Linked DNA regions of Pan troglodytes: region 2 is linked to region 1. Evidence: chromatin contacts called from public Hi-C data. All regions are on one chromosome and are shown on one strand. Each heading gives the region's core, a stretch centred on a gene start, on an enhancer-like site or on the middle of the called end of the contact. The rest is flanking DNA. Distances are from core to core; before and after follow the strand shown. Region 1 holds the start of PTPRG (protein tyrosine phosphatase receptor type G). Region 2 overlaps PTPRG (protein tyrosine phosphatase receptor type G).

What was found. Hi-C and Micro-C count contacts between places; a contact is called where the count stands out from the background.
Region 2: a Hi-C map of induced pluripotent stem cells shows a contact between it and region 1, with 2.7 times the contacts expected there. The contact joins the enhancer-like site here to the promoter of PTPRG in region 1. A contact is called at or near these places in 3 of 7 Hi-C or Micro-C datasets (blood, induced pluripotent stem cells and stem cell-derived neural progenitor cells), 1 of 1 datasets of contacts at active chromatin or transcription factors (stem cell-derived excitatory neurons) and 1 of 1 other capture datasets (stem cell-derived neural stem cells).

What each region holds. Positions count from the first base shown.
Region 1 is chr2:65,556,648-65,563,397 of NHGRI_mPanTro3-v2.0_pri, forward strand. PTPRG (protein tyrosine phosphatase receptor type G) reads left to right here and starts at 1,656. Exons shown (of 30, transcript XM_516564.8): 1 at 1,656-1,896. The coding sequence starts at 1,812.
Region 2 is chr2:66,176,195-66,183,292 of NHGRI_mPanTro3-v2.0_pri, forward strand. All of the region lies in intron 8 of PTPRG (protein tyrosine phosphatase receptor type G), which reads left to right. Among named protein-coding and RNA genes, the nearest start is that of CEP15, 130 kb to the right of the region's middle. Within about 2 kb of position 4,972, at least 3 of the 24 cell types and tissues checked have an H3K27ac peak or open chromatin away from gene starts, as enhancers often do. A contact at or near this core is called in induced pluripotent stem cells, where this site is marked.

The DNA.
Region 1 (6,750 bases), core at 406-2,905:
TTACCTTGGCTCAGTTACACATTTAATCGAAAGCCCGCCTCCCCCACTTTTAGCCCCAGCGTTAAGAATGTAAAATAGGGCTCTTAGAAGGCTAAGCGATAAAGATCTTCTTACCGAGAGGCAAGGGACAAAACTCATTACAGATAAGCCTAGTCCTCCCATTTCCCCCGGACGCCTCTCCCCGATTGCTAAAGAAGCAGCCGCTCCCCGGGTAGCTGCCAGGAAATCAGTCCGGCCCCGCGGCGCTGCTTTCACCCTGCAGGGGTAAGAGGCGCACTTCCTGCGCCCTCCCCGCGGCCAAACCGGGGTGCGGGAACCTTCTCCAGAGAAGCTGCGAGTTGGGGAAACTCCGCCACCGATCCATCGTGGCGCCGGGAAAGGGGCTGTGGGGCTCCGAAGGGCTGGATTTCGCAATCCTGGGATCGATATTCCTCCCCTCCCCCACTTTCCCCGGCCTTGGACTGGGCCAATGAAAGCCCGAAAAGGAAAAAAAAAAAAAAAAAAAAATTAAATCTCAACGTAGCCGGAGTGCAAAGGCCGCTCGGCTTTGTTTCCCGGCGGGGGAACGCGCTGTGTTGGAGGCGCGAACAGGAGCCGCAGACGGTGAGCCCCTCCGCTGCAACTGCCAGGGCAGTGAAGCCGAACAGAAAACCCCATCCCTTTAAAAAGGCAGCTGTCCGCCCTCCCCCTTTCCCCTCGCCCGGGCGAGGGGTCGCTCAAGTCCGGGATCCGCCAGCTACGCGGACGGAGGATCTCGCCAAACCCGAGCACCGTGCGCCGTCTTTTAAGAGCTCGAACAACGGGAATCCAGCAAAAGACAAGCCGGCCCCAGAAGGCAGCCTCCCTCCTCTCTCCGCGCACGGGCTACAATCGCCCCCAGTCCCCAAACTGTCCCAGTAGAGGCCGCGCAGAGAGAGCAGAGCCGAGGGACCCCGCGCAAGGCGGGAGCCAAGCGCGGCTGCTTTAAGAACGCGGAGAGCGCGCGCCCGCCGCCAGCTGGCCCGGGCTGCGCGCCCCCGCCGCCACCGCGCGCCCCCTGTTCGCTCGCTCCTTCGCTCGCCGGCTTTAAAGTCTCTGCCAGGATCCATGCTCACATGTTACTTCCTGTATGGAGGCATGGCCAGTTTCCAGCCCCGCGCTCTTCGTTCCTTCCCAGCCTGCGCCGGAGCCACAACTTTCAGGAGCATGGACTGAAGGCGCCCTCGCCCCAGCGCCTCTCTGAGATCCTTTGTGTTTTCCTCCGTTTCCTCCGGCCGTTTCTATTTTGGGGGGCTCTCCGCTCCCCCCGCCTCTCCCCTCCCCTTCCCCTCTCGCAAACATGCCTCCTTCCTTCCCGGGGCCCTGGAAGGAGCTGCCTGCCTGAAGCCCGGAGACGCCGCGCCGCGCTCAGCCCCGCCGCCGCCCGCCGGCTCTCGGGCTGTGCTGCGCTGCCGACTCAAGTTGGGGATCCTCGGCTGCTCGCGGCCGCCGCCCGCGGTCCCTGCCTGCCCCAGGCCCGGGGCATCGCCGCCGGCCGCCGACTCCGCGCCCTGCCCGATCGGCTCTCTCCTTTTTGAACGGAAAGCAGCCCTTCTCCGCCGAGAGGATCGTCCCCAGCGTGGCTCTGCGTTCCCGGTCACTTTTTGAGATTTTCCGGGGGGCGCTCGGCGGCTTCCCGGATTCCAAGGGGACTCGGGCCGCCGAGCGCGGGGGGCCCGTGGAGCGGGCGAGCCGGGGAAGCGCCCCGGCTTAGCGGAGGCTCGCACGGAGGCAAGAACTTATTCAACAAGTTTATCTCCCTGCTTTCCTCTTTTCGATGTGCGTTTTCGGACATGCGGAGGTTACTGGAACCGTGTTGGTGGATTTTGTTCCTGAAAATCACCAGTTCCGTGCTCCATTATGTCGTGTGTTTCCCCGGTGAGTGCCGGCCGCCGAGGGGATGCGGCCCCGGCCGGCGCGCGTTGGGGATGCGGAGTTGTCGCCTGGGCGCGGAGCTCCGGCACCCGTCCGGGAGACCCTGGAGAGGGTGGAGGGTGGCCCGGCGCCCGGGTAGGAGAGGAGGTTTGCTCCGCTGGCTTGGACGATGTTTAGGGAGGCAGGCTAGTGGTCGAGGAAGGTGGAGGCAGGGACCGGCCGGGGAGGGGGCTGGGGGACGCGGGGGTCTGCTCCCGCTCCCTTTTGGGGGGCCTGGGGAGCTGGAATCGGGAGAAAGGGGGACTTGCTTTGCTGACTCGTCGCCGATCGGGAGAACTCGAGTTGTGGGGCGGTTGGGGAGACTGAGGCCATGGAAAGGATGCTTCTGTGGGTTTGGGGGGCCCGGGATGAGTCCCCTCGCTCTGGCGGGTATTGAAGGAGCTCAGAAGGTGGGGGTTTGCTTTGCTGTTCTCCATCCCTTTGTGAGGGCTAGGTTTCGGGGAATGGAAGTCGGAGGCTGGCTGCGGAGGACTGAGGATGTGGGGAGCAGCCTGCGTTCTGGGGTCGGGGGTGTCCTCCTCTCTGGGGGCTGGGGCGGCGGGCAGCACTTCGGTGCCGGCGTGAGGCAGCCTCCTTGGGCACAGTGAGACGGTAGGGCGCAGGCGGTTTCGGAGACATCCGTGTCCCCCCTAGCCCCGGCCCGTGGCCCTTTCCCTCCGCTGCTCTGCTCGATTGGATTGCCTAGTTCTGGACGCGGGGAGGGGGCGGGGGCGGTTTCGGCGGCCGGATTGCTGTTCGCGCCGGGGCTGATTTTTTTCCTGTCTCGCGCGCCCTGCCTACCTTCATCTTTGCCCTTTTGCAGGCTGTTCGCGGCTGGCAGACCCAGACTCGCTCCTTTCTGGCCAGGTTAAGACAGGAACAGTACTGGCCGTTGATAAGGAGAATAAATCACCGCACGTAACGGTGTGCGGCTCGGCGACCCTCCACTTCCAGCTCTCAGCTGGCAGTTCCCCCTCCTCTCTCCCCTGGGGAGGGCAGAGGCCAGTTGCCTCCCTCTACTCTCTTGCAGGTCCCCCGGGCAGCAGCCCCGAGCTCCCTCGTAGCTGTCCCTTGGGGTGGAGGCCAAGTCCTGCCCTAGCCCGGGGAAGGGCTGGAAGAAGGGGTGATTTGCTTTTCATCCCTCGCTCCCCTAAGGACAGAGAATTCCCCGTTTTTCTGCCCTCTCATCCATCAGCTCCTGCATACCCGGAGGTGGAGATTATCTTTATCAAGAAAAAGAGGAATGTGCCCCGAGGTCTCCGCTCTGCCTGGTTACAGCCGCCTGTCCTCGGGCGGCTGGAGCGCCCGTTTTTGGTGCAGCGGGTCCCTTAGTCCCGTCGTGCGACCCGGAGCAGGGCGCGCGGGAGCCCTCGTCGCCCTTGGGGATCCCTCTCGGGGGACTGGCAGCGAATGCCCCCTTTGCAGAATCGGGGATGGCCTCGGGGGCAGAAAGGGAAAACACTGTCTTGTGTTCTGCACCCCCTTTTCTCTCTGCGCATCCTCCTGCCTGCGGAGCGGCACGGAGCTCCAGCCCAGAAACGCAGCTCGGAGGCCGAGCGAGGACGTGCGTCCACACTCACCCTGGGGTTTGCCCACTGGAGTCCTGCCTCTACGGTAGGACACTGGGGCCTGGGGTTTGCCCACTGGAGTCCTGCCTCTACGGCCTCTACGGTAGTGTAGGCCATGGGGACATCTCCCCTTAGAAACAGCTGCCTTCATTCACTGAAAGACCACTGCTCAGTATTTGGGTTAATTATCTCTCCTTTCTAGTCTCCCCTGCTTTACCACGGACTTGACGACTGAGCGGGCTCAGGTGCACACAGGGGTTGAGCCTTGTGAGGGCCACTCTTTAATGGGTTCAGTGGGAGGTCGTGGAGGGCTGCCTTGCAAATTAGAGGAATTTCCAATTCCACTTCTGTCCTTCTTGCGCTCGGGGATGCAGTCAGTGGGCTGACCGTGGTTTTCTTTTCCCTGGTGTGTGAGGAAGCTTGAGATCCAAAATGGGACTGCCAGGGAACCAGCCTTCGTGGGGCTTGGACCATTTTCGTCTTCTCATTTTCTTTTCGCGCCCACGCTGCGAGGTAAATAGCCCCTTTCCTGGTCCGGGAGCCGAGGGGTGTCGGAAAGGGAAAGGACAGTGGTGGGAGGCGCAGGGAAGAGGGCGGTTTGGTTTGGAAAAGTGCAGCCCGCGAGGGAGCAGCAGGCTTTGGAGCAAGGTAAAGTTAAAATATCAGATCTCTGGGAGACGCTGGCTTTTCGTTTTCCGAGGTTGCCGCGACGCCACTGGACCTCAGGGGGCGCCCCCGAGCCACTGATGGGGCTCCTGCCACCTCCACACTGGTCGGCCTCGGCCACCTCCACGCCGCAGGGATGGGGCGCGCGTGCCCGGGTTCCCAGGCTCTGGGGCTGCAGACGCGCCTTGGCGCGAGGCGGCGGCCTCGGCCTGGCGATGCTGCTCCTGGCTTTCTCGAAACCCGCTGGGGGCTGGAGTTCGCCTTGGGACCCCCACTTCTTGCCTGCTGCGACCTCGAAAGCGCTTATCTGTTTGACATGAGGGATAAAAATGCTTCTGTTTTGGAGTAGGGTCCTCCTTGTGAGGTCTTAGCCAAAATCCCTTGTTATTTAGTATTTTTGTGTTTCCTCTCAGAATCATAACTCAGCATAACTCTTCAGTTGCATTTGAGTTCTCAGCTCCTGTTCAGGATATGGGTTAGCTGTAGTTTGGGCAGGGTTTTGGAAACACAGCCCTGGCATGAGCTTTTTCCCAGTGGATTGGAAACAGTGGATTTTAGTCTTTGAACAGCAGTGTGGCAGGTTTGGGATCCATTCAGGGTTAATAATGCTTCAAGTGATGCTTTCCAAGTGCAAAGCTAAGAGTGTTACCAAACATGATATTAGGCATATTACATTGCTATATACATCTTTATAAAGCACTGTAGAAACGTTTACAAAAATAGCAAAATATAATGGATCCCCCACCCAACTTCAACACTCACAACTCAATCTCTCATCTCTTCCTCCCCAACACCTTATTATTTTAAAGCAAATCCTACACATAGTTCATTCAAACTCTGATATATATCTCCAATCACTGGGAATTTAATTGCCTCTGACACAGTATAAAATGTTACTTCAGAGTGTTAACCTTTTATCTATTTTACATTCTCAAGTTCAGCAGATTTTTTTTTTTAATTGATTTTTGTCTTTCGGCCCTCAGAGTGAAACTCTGGTTTTGATATGTTTTGTATTGTAATTACATTATATCTAGGATGCTGCCATTGGAAACAGTTCAGATGGATAAGCTCAGCTGTGTACCTTGGATGTGTCAGAATTGGAGGCTCCATGATTAATGTCGGGTGAATCATGAATCTCCCTCTAAGCTGTCTCTTACTTTATTTGCATGTGCGGGCTTTAGTTCTGATGGGCATCCGTTATGGCCTTAGGAAAAGGCAAAAGTAATATTTGGAAATCAGCAATCTTTCTCTTTACAGGGTGTGAGATTGTACAGGTTTTTTTTCCCTCTCCCTCATGTATCATGTTTGAAAATGAAGAATCTTTACCCAGTCTCTAAACTGGGTTCCTTTGACACAGTTATGGAGTAAAATCTTTGACGTTTCCTTCTAAACAGTGTTCACATTTGAGGGTTGATGGACTTACAACACTAATAAAGATAGGCATAAACAGGGCCTTTTGGAAATAGGGGAAGTTGCTGTTGTTGCTGGAAGAAGAAAGGTCATAGGAAGGGTTGGCTGATGTGGGAAAAGTGACTATTCCATAGTGAAGCTTTGAGTATCTTCCATTAATTATGGACCTGTTTTCACTGAATAAAAGATTATGTTGTTGTTTACATGAAGCGATCCAGGGAATGCTGATGATTTAATGCAGCAAAACAAACAGCCCTTTCAGATTTGCCTTTCTATTCTAAACAGCTCCCAAGTTAACAGAGTAGAATCAGTTATACACCTGTGTGCTGATTGAAAGTAACTTTCTTGGCATTCACGTGAGATCACTTAAAATGCCCTAGTGTAGTTACTTGGGAGCCTCTCCTACTCCCTTGCCTCCCTGCCTTTTCCTGGAGACTTCTTTTCTTTTTTTGAGATGGAGTCTCACTCTGTCACCCAGGCTGGAGTGCAGTAGTGAGATCCTAGCTCATTGCAACCTCTACTTCCCAGGTTCAAGCGATTCTCCTGCCTCAGCCTCCTGAGTAGCTGAGTCTACAGGCACGTGCCACTATGCCTAGCTAATTTTTGTAATTTTGTGGAGATGGAGTTCCGCCATGTTGGCCAGGGTGGTCTTGAACTCCTGACCTCAGGTGCTCTGCCCACCTCGGCCTCCCAGAGTGCTGGGATTACATTGCAACTGGGCTGTTGCTTTAACATTTTGCTTTTACAGTGACACGTTGTTTGTACTTTTTAAATCTTGATTTCCATTCAGCATGTGGGACAATGAAATGCCATTTCTAGGCAGGTTGAAGATTACAATATGTGTACATTCTGAATTAAGAGATTTAAACAATTGTAGTTAATACTGTCATCCTGGGTTACATTTCATGTGGTCACATTCCATAACCCGGAGCTTATGGGAAAAATTTAGGGCATCTGAAGTTCCCTCTAAAGCACTTGGTGCCCAGAAATTAGCCCTTGGTTTGCTTTGGTTCAAAGTTGACCTTGTTAGATGTTGGGTGGTGGTCACTGAAACTGTTTTTGGCTGTATCCTGTTTAGAGAATAAAAGGGCTGTTTTATTAATGTTATAGAAGCCAAGGAGTACACTGCTCCCCACCTTTAATTCTCCACCTGAGCTTGATCTAGGTTAAGCAG
Region 2 (7,098 bases), core at 3,722-6,221, 620 kb after region 1:
GAAGAGGAGGAGTTCGTTGCCCTGTCTCAGGGGTGGAAATTCACTTATAAATTGAACCATGCAGTTCAAACCTGTGTTGTTCAAGGGTCACCTGTATTGGTAATCACTGTAATCTAACAGGAATAGCTTTGTGATTTCTTTTGGTGATTATCACACAAGTCTCGTAACACTACTGTCGTTTGTTGCCAACATTTAAAATGTAAGGAAATGCTACATTTTTGTTAGAGATTAGTGAACATAAAAGTGGACTTTTTTGCTATCTAAGTTCACAAACTTCTGTGAATTCTATGCAGATCTCCTAAGGACACTCAAGTTAAAACGTCTGTTTTAGGGAGATTCTGTTGTTGATGTGTGTTCTCCCACTGGGCTATCATCTCCAGGGGGTCAGGAGCATGACAACATGTGTTCACCTTTATCCATAGTTCCTGGTCAAGGGCCTGACATATGGCCGGTGCCGAATAAATAGTTAACAGTAACTAATTCTTTGTTTGTTTGTTTGAGATGGAGTCTCGCTCTGTCGCCAGGCTGGAGTGCAGTGGTGCGATCTCAGCTCACTGCAACCTCCATCTTCCAGGTTCAAGCAATTCTTCTGCTTCAGTCTCCCGAGTAGCTGGTATTACAGGCACCTGCCACCATGCCCAGCTAATTTTTGTATATTTAGTAGAGATGGGGTTTCACCATGTTGGCCAGGATGGTCTCGATCTCTTGACCTCGTGATCCACCCGCCTCAGCCTCCCAAAGTGCTGGGATTACAGGCATGAGCCACTACGCCCGGCTAACAGTAACTATTTCTAAAGTACGTTTGCTGTATGTCAGTCCACGTGCATTTGTGCATTTCATGCATTTATCCCAGAAGCTTTTACCCAAGCTTTATCCAAGGCCACACAACTGGTTTGTCTAAAACCAAAGCAGTCTGACCCTAGAGTAAGCAAGTGAATGAATGACCCTCTTAGATCTAGGTCTCTAAAACAAGGGTAATGATAGAGCCAGCAGCCCCACAGAATTCCCGTGAGGATTTGATGACATAATCTGTGAAATGTACTAATAGCCCAGAGCTGGGCTCATCAGATAGGACTCGTTACTATTAATACGTCAGTACAGAGTAGGCCGGGCACGGGGCTCATGCCTGTAATCCCAACACTTTGAGAGGCCGAAGTGGGTGGATCACTTGAGGTCAGGAGTTCGAGACCAGCCTGGCCAGCATGGCGAAACTCTGTCTCTACTAAAGATACCAAAATTAGCCAGGTGTGGTGGTGGGTACCTGTAATCTCAGCTACTTGGGAGGCTGAGGCATGAAAATTGCTTGAATCCTGGAGGCAGAGGTTGCAGTGAGCCAAGATTACACCACTGCACTCCAGCCTAGGCGACAGAGCGAGACTCGTCTCAATTAAAAAAAAAAAAAAAAAAAAAGAATGGCACAGAATAAAGGCCTTGGTGGGTGGGCACCCTAGCAGCAATCTGTATATTTCCAGCATCCTGTCACTCCTTGAAGGACCGTGAGCTCCCTATGCGTTTCTGATGGGGGAAGAGGTGATTGCTGCGTCCAGTTTTAGAGAGACCCGAAGGAGTTGGAGGCTGCTCTGGAAATTGTCAAGAGACCCCACATTCTCATTTGTCATTGAGAACTGAGAAGGGAGTGGGGGTGGGGAAGGATGAAGGAGAAGGGAATGGGAAGGAAGCTTTTTACCTGCTGGGACAGCTTTCCCCTTTTAAGCTCTTGGAGTAATGCCCCTGGCATCTTTATTAGCATCTTGAAGATAGGAAAACAGTTACGGGATGCGTATGGGGCAAGTACATACATGACTGCTTCATGGAGTGCCCTGTCAACTCTGGTTCAGACTCAGTCAGATTGGGTTTCAGTTCTCCATTCTCTTCTCACTCTGGTTCCTTGGCCCAGCCCAGTAACTTGGTCTCTCTGAAGCCCAGTGTCATCATCTTTCATGGGGAGAATAGAGCCCAGCTCTCGGATTCGGTTATGGGTTGTGTGCGGGGGATGATCCGAGAGGAATGCACAGAGCCGGGCCCAGGGCATGTGCGTGGCAGCCGCAGCTCCAGCTAGAAATGATTCAGATGGAAATGCACATTACACTGGAGCTGGGGTCCTGCTTTGATTCCATCGTTCCAGTTCCTTCCTCCGTGTGGTTTGCCCGTCTTGAGCTCTTGGGCAGGGATGGGGGAGGCAACACCCCAAGCACCAAGATTCCAGGTTTGAAGTCCTACGCGGGCTGCTGAGGAGGATTCTGTGTTTACCTAGACCTCTTTGATATAGCCCTTCAAAAAGATAATCACTCCCTGAGGCCATTTCTCTGGAAATTTCCCTTAAAGGATTCCATATTTGAAGGTGATAAAGAAATGACAGGCATTTAAGCAGTCTAAGGCAAGGCTTGGGCTCTCTTCCACCTGACTGGTTCCCTCCTGCTTTTAACAGGAAATGCCTCCTGCTCTTTCTCCCCGTCAGGGCCAGGCAGTCCCCAAGGAACAGGCGTCTCCCCCACGGTCGTCTGCTGGCTTAAGCTAAGCTGTTCCCTCTGACACCGCCCCTGTGTGGCATATGATGTCGCAACACCTCCCACCCAGGAAGCAGCAGTTTCATCTGCGTTGACAGGCACTGTGAAATAGTGAATCTGCACCGAATTGGTTTGTTTGAGTAGTACTGTCTCTTTGACTCCTGATCAATATTTGGCCAGTTGCGTCGGGTGTGAAACTCCGAGGGGGCAGGTGCTGGAAGAAGGCCCCTGGAGGAACCTTGAACTGCAGATAGTTTAAGGCACTTGGAAATTACACTGACTTTCAGACAGAGCATATCACATTAGTTTATCTAAAGCCGCAAATGAAGAGGATGGGGTGGGGGTGGGGAGCCTACTATTTACTTGTGGAACCACTGAGAAAATATCCTTGACATTGATTTAGGATCAGAGGACCTTGGGTGCTCTGCTAGAAGACTCTTCATTACTTAAGGAAGCCTGGCATCATAATTAAAGGTGGTTCAGAGTGAAGGCAGAAATTCTCAGAACTGGTGAGGAGCAGCACCTTCATGCCTGTGAGAAGCAATCGGACCCCAGTGGGAACATAATCAGGCCCCTGAGAGGGGAAAGGCTGTTGTCAGGAGGCCTCACAGGGGATATTTGTTTAGAGATCCGGGTGTGGCACCTCCCGCATGGTTAAAAGGCTTCAATTTTGTGCAAAAGGACGTATCAAGAGGTCTATCAGACTTCCCTTTGTTAGGTGCAGTTTACAAGGACCATTGAGAAGAGATAGATAAGTACAAGTATTGGGCATCTGTGGTGTGCCCTCGAGAGTGCTCCTGGTGTTCATTTTAGACCAGTAGAAAACTCACCTCGCCTTGGGGGCCGGAGAGCTGCCGGGGAAGTGGGCTGAGCAGAGGCAATGGGGAGTGGTGGGGACTATGGCAAAAAAAAAGAAAAATTGAGTACACACTCCCATCTAAAGGAAATGATTGCTCTCCTGCTCTAGCTCACCACTGCCACGTGTGGATGCAGGCGTGATTTTAAAGCCCATATTTATATGTAAAATATACCATTTTTTTTTTAACACTGTGTGGGCCATAGAGTGTGTCCATGTACTTGCCATTGGGCCTGAGGCCCACAACTTTGGGTTTATCCACAGTGTTCCCTCGTAATCCTCACTGCAACCTTGTGAGGAAGATAACTGCTAGACCCTAGTCACCTATTTTATAGATGCGGACACAGGATTTGCGTGGGTCTGGCTCCAAAGCCCACACTTTCTATTATACCAGCTCTTCCAAACTGATCTATAAAGTTCTGTTTTGCTGCGTTTGCCTGTTTCCTTTTTGGACTTTTGAGGGAGGTGTTGTTTGAAAGAAGGGTTTCCATCACTTAAAGAGCAAGCAGAACTTTGGAAGCACAAGGCACAGTGGTGTCTGCCTGCTCGCTTGCCTGAGTTATTTGATGGGTGTCTGGTACTATCGTTGCCCCAGTCGCCAAGCATCGGTGGTTTTTGTTCCCTCTGTAGACTGAATGCTTTTCTTATTAGCAGAAGGCATGAGTTAAAGACCAGAGACAAGATCCTCAACACATTTGAGGCTCCTGGCAGTGACCCCAGGAATGAATTGTGTGGCACTGATTTTGTACATGGAATCCTCTTCAATGGAGGACGCTCAAAACAGCATCCCTCATTCCGTCAGAGAAACGCGAGCCCCTGCCAAGGGTACCAGTGATAAGGAGCTTGGTGGTCCCTGTCCGGGAGATGCTTGCAGCTCAGTCAGGGGGACACAGAGGTGGGTAGGTGGTGAGGACAGAGGGTGATGGGCACACAGGGTGAGGAGGGAAGCAGTGAGAGTGCAAGAGGACACGGGTGGCCCATCGGCCTCAGAGGGGAAGCAGGGTGTTGAAGCTGGATTTTTTTCTTTTCCATTTTTTTTTTTTTGAGATAGGGTCTTACTCGGTCACCCAGGCTGGAGCACAGTGGCATGATCAAAGCTCACGGCAACCTTCACTTCTTGGGTTAAAGTGATCTTCCACCTTAGCCTCCTGAGTAGCTGGGACTATAGGTGTGCGCCACCACACCTGGCTGATTTTTGTGTTTTTTTCTAGAACTGGGGTTTCACCATGTTGTCCAGGTTGCTCTCGAACTCCTGGCCTCGAGCGATCCACCCACCATGGCCTCCCAAAGTGTTAGGATTACAGGCGTGAGCCACCACACCTGGCCTTGAAGCCAGATCTTTAAGGGGGCTGGGGTGGGGGCTGGCCAGAGATGCGTCCATGAAGAGGAAGATGGCAAGCCATGAGGCTGACGATGTGGAAGGGGAACATGTCACACAGGACCTGTGGACCACGGGAAAGACTAAGGCTGTTACTCTATATACAACCAACTTTCTGTTCATTCAGCAAGTATTGACTGAGAGCCCACTACGTGCCAGGCACTGTCTTAGATGCAAGGTAATGAACCAGACAAGACAGAAAAGGCGCCAGCCTTGTGGAGCTTCCACCTAGTGGGGGAGATAGATAATTACAGATCGTCAATGAAGTCAATAATACAACTCCACGTACTAGTAAGTGCTGGGAAGAATCTAAGCTCTGTGAAGGAGCAGGCCTGTCAGCCTGTGCTGAGGGGCAGAATTCAGTGCCAAGAATACAGTGCAGTTGATAATTGTGTTTCAAAAAAAGGCTTGGCCTCTCCTTACTGTCTCAATCCGGGATCAGCACTGATCCACGGGCCGAAACTTACTCCCCACCACCTTTTGTGTAACCATGAGCTAAGAATGGTTTCTATATTTTTAAACAGTTGGAGAAAAATCAAAAGAATATTTTGCAACACATGAAAATCCTATGAAATTGAACTTGTGTCCATAGATATTTCTGTTGGAGTACAGCCACACTCATTCATGTTTACATATTACCTGTGCTGCTTTGTGTTTCAAAGGTGGAATCAGTAGTGGTTACGAGAGACCATGTGGCCTGCAAAGCCGAAAATATTTACTATCCGGCCCTTTACAGAAAAAAATGTTTGCCATCCTCTATTCTAGGCCCTCCTAGTACTCTGCAAATGCCTCCTCCAAATTTGGCCCAGTATAGCTAGAAAAAGCCACTACCCAGGATGGGGGGTAGAGAGCAGAAGAGACATCTCTCATCAGACTGCTCTTCCTATAGCTCCTCAGCCTGCAAAGCCCTGGCCTCATGCTCCTCCTCTCGTGTAATCAGGGACAAGCATGGATCTTTGGAGGCCATTACGTTACAGAATTCCCTTCCTGGCAGGTGATCCCGTTAGAGTGAGGCCAGATCTACCTCCTTTGAGAGCTTAACTCAGTATTTTTTAATACATTGAGACAGTGAGATTCTGTACCATCATTCAAGACAATGACACTAAGCTCTACTTATTGACGAGGAAATATACCCATGAGTTGTTGAGTAAAACACAACAACAAAAAATTCTAGGGCCAGGCATGGTGGCTCACGTCTGTAATTCCAGTACTTTGGGAGGCCAAACAGGGAAGATCGCTTGAGCCCAGAAGTTCAAGACCAGTATGGGCAACATAGTGAGACCCCGTCTCTATTTTAAAAATTTAAAATTAGCTAAGTGTGGTGGTATGCACCTGTAGTCCTAGCTACTTAGGAGGACGAGGTGGGAGGATTACTTGAGCTCAGGAGGTTGAAGCTGCAGTGAGCCATGATCCAGCCACTGCACTCCAGCCCGGGTGACAGAGTGAGACACCACCACAGAACAAAACCAAACATTCCATTCTAGTGCCATCCACATCCTATTCCATTTCTATCAAATTTTACATATGTACTTTCACATGTATATAAAGAGATAACTGCATGTTGGAGTCCCAGAATGTTCACAGTCGTTTTCTCTGGGCACTGAGATTTGGGGTGAATTTTTTCTTTTAACTTTCTTTTTACTTTTTTGTACTACTTGGGTTCCTTTTTTAAAAAATATTAACATGAATCATCTTAATGCACACAGAAAAACCCATCTATTTTAATTTCAAAAAATAAGAAGAATGGTTGCATCTGTATGTGGGTGACAGAATTATTTATGGGGGTATGATGTAACTGTCAGAGAGGGATGCTTCCCCATACAGTGTTCATTGCTATTTGGAGCAGGGGAATGAATGGTTTCAGAATGAGGAAGATAAATAAGAACATGGTGGGAGGTGAGAAAAGATAGAGAAGTTAGGAAATCTGAGATGGTCATCATTATGGGATATAGAAGCTTCCCAATATGTACATCTCGGTTCGTTATTAGTATTTGGAATGCTGGGGGTGTAGCTATTTCCTGATCTTTCCCCCGCCTCCTCCGTGTTCTGTCTTGAAAAACTATGAAGCCACTTAGAAGCCGGAGTATTTAAAAACAGTAGATTGGCGCCACCTAGTGCCCACGTTCTGTCACTCCGCCCTCATGTCTCCGTGGAAGCCTCCCTTCAGATTCTTTGATGTCCCTTCTCTGGTGGCATTTGCGCAGCGGACAGCGTGATGCCTCCCAGGGGTTCTGCGGGGCAGTGGGAATGCCTCACTAATTTATCCCTTCCTCCCTCCCTCCCTTCCTTCCATTTCTGTCGCACTAAGTGAACCTCACCAACTGAACTGGGGTTTGGCAGTTGAAGAGTAAAAGGTG